Regions from separate parts of the Gossypium arboreum genome. Here region 1 is linked to region 2. Evidence: chromatin contacts called from public Hi-C data. All regions are on one chromosome and are shown on one strand. Each heading gives the region's core, a stretch centred on a gene start, on an enhancer-like site or on the middle of the called end of the contact. The rest is flanking DNA. Distances are from core to core; before and after follow the strand shown.

The links. Hi-C and Micro-C count contacts between places; a contact is called where the count stands out from the background.
Region 1: a contact with region 2 is called in a Hi-C map of leaf, with 2.5 times the contacts expected there. The contact joins the promoter of LOC108484307 here to the enhancer-like site in region 2. A contact is called at or near these places in 2 of 5 Hi-C or Micro-C datasets (both in leaf).

Annotation. Positions count from the first base shown.
Region 1 is chr6:81,634,888-81,638,229 of ASM2569848v2, reverse strand. It overlaps LOC108484307 (probable choline kinase 1), which reads left to right and starts at 1,261. Exons shown (of 9, transcript XM_017788045.2): 1 at 1,261-1,398; 2 at 1,501-1,579; 3 at 2,040-2,422; 4 at 2,668-2,789; 5 at 2,871-3,066. The coding sequence starts at 2,072.
Region 2 is chr6:81,382,045-81,385,602 of ASM2569848v2, reverse strand. It overlaps LOC108486239 (type IV inositol polyphosphate 5-phosphatase 3-like), which reads right to left. Exons shown (of 13, transcript XR_008284238.1): 12 at 2,946-2,995; 13 at 1,414-1,754. Among protein-coding and RNA genes, the nearest start is that of LOC108486239, 18 kb to the right of the region's middle. Within about 2 kb of position 1,917, at least 2 of the 2 cell types and tissues checked have an H3K27ac peak or open chromatin away from gene starts, as enhancers often do. A contact at or near this core is called in leaf, where this site is marked.

The DNA of each region.
Region 1 (3,342 bases), core at 12-2,511, 250 kb before region 2:
TATTTTCTTTAAATTAAGAGTTATATTTTAACTTCATGAATTAATTAATTATTTTATTATTTTCCACATGTAAATATTTTATTGGGTTATCTCGAGTAATAAATTATATCTCGTTAAAAATATTCCACATATAAAATTCCACATCATCTCGTTAACTTTTTCAACTGTACTTTCATCAAATCATTAAGAAAAGCAATTTGAAAGAAAAAAAATGTTGATGGCCAAAAAGATAAAAAAACAATTAGGACTATTTTGACAAAACATATAAACGTTAATGGCCAAATTTATCATTAAACCAAAAATATTTATAAAATAACTTTGAAACTTTGACAAATAATATTCTAAAATCATAAAATAAAGTTAATTTTATAAAATAAAATTTTCAAATAAAATTAGGATGAAAAAACTAATAACCATATTAAACAAGGTAGGTAGTACCGTAGCAATGGGTGTACTGTTTTTGTCTTGGTACCGATACATATTGGTATCATCATATTTTGGTATATCGTTTCAATTTATCGAATTTTAAAATATTTTTCACACATACACACATTTAGTTTCTTGATAAATTATAATATACATTTAAATATTTTTCATATATAAATATTTCTAGTCTAATTTGTTGGATTCTTAATAAATTATATATTATTTTGATAAAATATAAAATATATTATATATACATGCAAATATATCTCAATTACATCTATATAAATATATTTTTATGTAAATATAAAATATAAAATATAAAATTATTAATTAATTTCAATAATTTAATTTAAGATGTTTTAATTTAAATATAATTATAAAAAAATTAAAATAGGTCTAGGTAAAAATATTAAGAATTAGTTTAAAATATTAAAATTTTATAACAATTAAAACGGATCGGAACAAGTTAGTATTGATCGAAATGAGCTAAAGCACACAAAAAATTGGGCTAAAATGAAACATAATTTACTTGATACCTATTTAGGAGTGAAATAATACATACCAACGGATAAAATTAATACCGATTATCATGATACTAAATCAAATTAAAAATTAAAAACCTCCCAACCTAACCGAACTATATCAGCCGCATTCTCTTAAAATCACAAAAGTTGTATAATAAAAATCACAAAAGGAGATAAGATTTAACTTAAGTGGGTTGAAAAATGAGATAAAAAAATGGAATCTTTGATGAACCAAGGTCCAACTCCAACCAAATTCTAGTTAGGGGAAAATCAGAGTCTAGCTGGATGGTTTCCCACGTGTACATGAATAATAGGTCTGTCTCATTTTAACGGATCTTGGGACGTGACAGACAGTGTTACAGGATTCCCCTGCCCCCTCCAATTAAATATTAAGACCGGATAGAAAGAAGACTAGGCGGGAGAGCTTATTGGATCTGCAAAGAGAAAAGTATACTTACTATTATTAATTTAATACAAATCAGCCGCAGTTTTCAGTCGTTGCTTTGGGTCTTTTTTGTTTATATTAAATCTTCTTAGCGTTCTTCTTCAGAGATTCTTGGACTTGGACTCCACAATAAAAGAAACAAAAAGGTTTTGGTGTGCCAGCTTGCAACTTTCTATTCTCTCTGGTGAGTGCTGTTAATGTCTCTTTTTGTGTAAATTCTGTGTTTCTTTCTGGTTTTCTCCATCTTTTGAACTTTTTTGTTGATTTGAGATGAACTCTTTCTTTGACAAGATATAAGGATTTGGAATTGATTAAACCTCGATGGTTGAATTGTTTGCCATATCAAAATATTGAAAGTTTTCCTCAAATGGGGAGATTTTTTTTGTTTTTTAATCCAGTTTTGATATCCAGAGGTTGGCTGGGAAGATCTCCCTTTTATGAATGTATTTGAAGATTTGAGATTGTAACCTTGTTGAAAGGCTTGGATCCTTACGGTTTCCGTTGACTTTTTTGTAGGATTCTTTCTGGGTTATTTCAGTGTTGAATTGTTTGTTTTCTTTTCAAAGACTATATTGTTATTTTATCTTAATTTTATGAAAGTTCTGTGTCGAAGGTATAATCTTTTCTGGGATCTTTGATTATAGGTAAAAGGATAGTCAAAATCTTTGATACGCAAATGGCTATAAAGAAGAATGGATTCATTCCAAGTTCTGCACCAGAAGAACTGAAGAATGTTTTGAAAGCGGTAGCATCCGAATGGGGAGATAAGATCCAAGATATGGAAGAATTCCATGTGATCCCACTGAAGGGAGCTATGACTAACGAGGTTTTTCAGATAAACTGGCCGACAATACATGATGATCTTCATCAGAAGGTGTTGGTCAGGATTTATGGTGAAGGAGTGGAATTGTTTTTCAATAGAGATGATGAGATTAGGACCTTTGAGTGCATGTCCAAGCATGGTCAGGGACCGAGGCTACTTGGGCGGTTTCCTGATGGGAGGATTGAGGAATTCATCCATGCCAGGGTATGTGAAAGTTTCTCTGGAAACTTAAACATTTTATGATTTATCTTTATGTCTAATATTTGCACCACCCCATATTGTACATCTTAACCACAGTTCATATATTACAAGTTGGCTGACTATGATAATCAATTTTAATTGACAACCACTGCTAGATTCAATAGTGAATCAGGGATGTTTTTGCTTCAGGCTTCTATATCTTTTGATATGCTTTTCACCTTTCAATTTTTCTTTCTTTGATATACCAGACACTCTCTGCTGCTGACCTCCGTGACCCTGAAATATCTGCTCTGATAGCAGCTAAATTGAGAGAGTTCCACAATCTGGACATGCCTGGTCCAAAGGATGTGCTTCTCTGGAAGCGATTGAGGTGCCAATATGCACGTTTGATGTTAGTGCTTTTTATATTTTGAGTTGATAAGTAATTTGATCCCTTTTTGCTTCTTACCAGGACCTGGCTTGGTCATGCAAAGAAATTCTGTTCACCAAAAGATGCAAAAGACTTTTGCTTGAATGTTCTAGGTGATGAAATCAACGTACTAGAGAAAGAGTTAGCAAAGGACTATCAAGAAATTGGATTTTGTCACAACGATTTACAATATGGTAACATAATGATGGATGAAGAGACAAGAGCAATTACCCTAATCGTGAGTTTTTCTGCTCAGTTACTATTAGCTGCAAGTATGGCTTCTATACAATGCTTTACTAATACTGCTTATAGTTCTAGACTGCTAATGTGCATTCTGATTGACGTTAAACATGCTTTTGGAGCTATTCCTCTGATCAACATATCTGAAGTTGTTTTATTCAGCTAAACTTCTTGCACTTTTAATTTAGTAGTCGACTATTAAGCATATGGAAATTGCAGATGAGGTCTGTTTGGTGACTGCATTTATAACAAGTTGCAGTTGAACCTTCAGCTG
Region 2 (3,558 bases), core at 668-3,167:
TCAATAGAAATGAATGGATTCTGGCTTTCAGTAGTGGTTTTGTCATTAAAGTGGGGTTATATAGTAGGTTGGTTAAGGTATGGTTTGGAAGATAATATTCCTAGTTCATCTAATTAGTAGAAGTATCTTTCATGTTCATCAATTGCAATTATTTAGACGCGTTTCTTACCATAAGCTTTTGACTAGGTTTTGTTTTACAAATACTAGTGATGGTGATTCATCTTTTTTTTTTAACAAAATCTCTAGAATCTTGTTGATATATCTAAGTTTCCACATGTCTTGCATCTAGACCTGTCCATGCGCCGGGCCATTTGATACGGTCTAAAAGCCCACCCAAAATATGGGAAGGTTTGGGTAAAACTATAGGCCCAAGAAATACGCTTGGGTTTAGGAATAAGGTCCATTTTAAAAATGAATCGGGCTTCATGTAAAGATTTTTCATCCTGAGCCCGGGCCGACCCATGTTTATTAACCCCAATTTTTTACCCTTGTTCCCCACTACCTAGTAGGCCTAGTCTTGATATTTCCCTTTCCCTTTTCCTTTCCAACCCCTATTTCCCCTTAATACCTATTCTCTAATTTTTTTTCCTTACTTATTGTTTCTTTGTCCTGGCTTCCACTGCTGCCTCTCTTCATTTTGCTGCTTTTCACTTATTTTAATTTCTTTATTTTTGCAGAAAATATTGAACGCGAGGATCTTTGATCTTTCACCTATTGTTCCCTTTCATTTCCTTTTCACGATCCTTCCTTTCCCTTTGGATCTACGTTTCCTTAGTTGAACCCAATTTTGTTCTCTTTTTACTACTTTCAAAAGTTTGGGTTTTTTTGGTTGCTTTGCTTTTTATTCATTTTGATTCCATTTGAATTCAATTTGATCGAAGAAAAAATCATTTGGATTCTCTCTTACAATACTCTAAACTTATTAAATTTCGATTGAATCGAAAAAAAGGGACAAAAAAGAAGAAACAAAGGTTTATTAGAATGGATCAATGAAATTAGGGTAAAAAACGAGCCAGGCCGAACTCGGGTTTAGCATATATGATATGGGTCGAGATTGGACAAAAATAGTAGCCCATTTTTTAGGTCAGGCCAGACCCAAACCTACCAATTGAGCTTAAAATTTCGATTGAGCCTAGCCCATGGACACCTCTACTCAGCATCCAAGGATATATTTTTCTCCTCCTACAAGATTAGAACCTTATTTTCATTTGGAAAACTGTACAACTTGCCTTGATGCATCTGCTCCTCGAGGGAGCTCAATTTGGCCCTGTTTGTCATGGATAGTTATTTCTTAGGCTACCCAACTTTGAAGAATGGATCTTTAGTGACTTAATACCAATCTATCACAACCTCGGAGTGACCCAAGATATCAAGCAACTCAATAAAGAAGAAGACTAGATGAAGAGAGGAGAATTTGAGAATTAAGTTGAAGAAGGAGAAAATTGATATTCATTTCAAATAAACTTGTGAAGTTGTTACAATGACAAATATATAGTACATATTTGCTAGTAACAAACTTGTACTACGGAGTATTATTTATCAACAATTGTCCTACCTTAGATTCCTTAAGTGTTCCTCCTCACAAGACCATTTCATCTTGATGTCTCAGTCTTGGTCCCTTGTTTTTGTCTCTAGCCCAACGACTCTATTTGTCTTAGATCGGCCCACTTTCTCCCTCTCTTCATTCGACCCTCTTCCATAGCCTGTCCATCTCTTCTGACCCTCTTCTAATCTGTCATTTTCCCCAATTTCCCCTAAAGCATATGTAAATTATGTAATAATACCGTCAGTATTAGGTTCTTTTCGCATTTATCTTTTTTTTATTATTTAATTTAGTTTCAAGAGTGACAGCCTAATTACGGGCTTAAATTATGCATCTTAGAGGAAAGATACACGAATCTAGGTTGTGAGCTTTGCTCATGTTATAGTGATGTGGCTGCCACTTCAAGCTTTATCTAGGCAAATAATGAATCATCTTAAGCTTTGTTAAGTGATAAAAGTCAAATGCAAGGTTCAAAGCGAATTTGCTATAATTCTAAACATTTTCTTATTACACATTACTGTGATCCTTGTTTGTGTTTCTTTTCTTTTGTCAAGCATAAGCATGAAACTTAAATTCCCTAGTTAAGCAAACACCAGTTTTAATAATATCAAATGAACAAAACCAAGACAATAAAATTGTGCTGAGAATGAACAAATTCATATGCTTAAATTTATTGAGACTTTTCAACAAACATTACATATGCATGGTATTCTGTACAATATAACTCTATCACTGGTTCTAGCCTCCAGCAATACTCGCACGCAAGCTTAATAGATAATAGCAGCAAAAGATATTAAACAATTAAATCAGTTGAAGTCAAAAGCTAAAGCAGTGCTCCTTGGTGGCCGAAGAATTGTCAGTCAAAAGCTTAAGCACTGGCTACTCTTGTCATTAATAAATTCGTACCTTTCAAAAGAAAATAAAAATTCGATTCGATGGTTAAGGATTAGATTGAATGGTGTTTTTTTCTAGGATGACTGACAAAACCTATTCCTTCATCTCAATTGTGTAATTGATGAAAGAAATCAGGATTTAAGAGATTACAGAAGAATGTAATTTCAGAAGGTCAAAGGCGTACACCAAAAAGTAGCAACTTCAAAAAAGCGTGCATTGATTAAATATCTTTACATCGTCAGCTTTCTCTGAGATAGAAAAAACTGCTAGCAGAAGAGCATATCTAGATAAACTTTATGCTAATACTTATACAATGATACAACGATTATGTAAAGATATGCTCAACTATATCTAGATATGCTCTTGTTTAAGAGCCTATTTGTGAAATTCCTAGTGCTGATGCATTTATACAATGATTGAAATATACAATACAGTAACAAAATCAAAGAATGAAATGAATGAATCTAAGGTGTAGGTAATATAAAGAGTTGTAGACTCTCACCCTAACCTTCAAAGTCTCAAGCATAGATTAGAATTCCTTGATGCTCTGCCAGCAAACTATCCTGCATCGAAAAGCAAACCATTTTATTTAAAGAAATATAAGCATATATTTAAGTTCAAGTTTAATCAATATATATCTTCCAAATATTGGACACCATATAGACAAGTAAATTGCCAATGCTAACTGCTGAAGTTATCCTCGACCCAAAACTTATTGGGTTTCTATAAAACGATGAAATTGCCACATCGATAGACTTGCTTCACTTATTGGGTTTTCTAGTTTTAAATTGCTATTTTATTTTATTTTTAAATTAATTATTTGAATTTCTATTTTAAATTTAATCATCTACCTTTACATCCATAAATAAAGGTTTTATTAATAAATCAAGGGTGCTATTTCAAAAGCCTTCCGTTACTCTAATTATTAGAGCTTTCGTCTAATGACATAGTTCTTGATCTTGGCCTATACACGTTTCTTATCTCTTTTCTCAAACAAGCATATCCTTATCACAGGCCGCAGTTCAAAGCCCGTAACCATTGCACACAATGCATCCCGTGGAGGCCTATCATTGACATGGGGATAATTTGACCCACAAGAACTAGCTCGATGTAAAGAACTA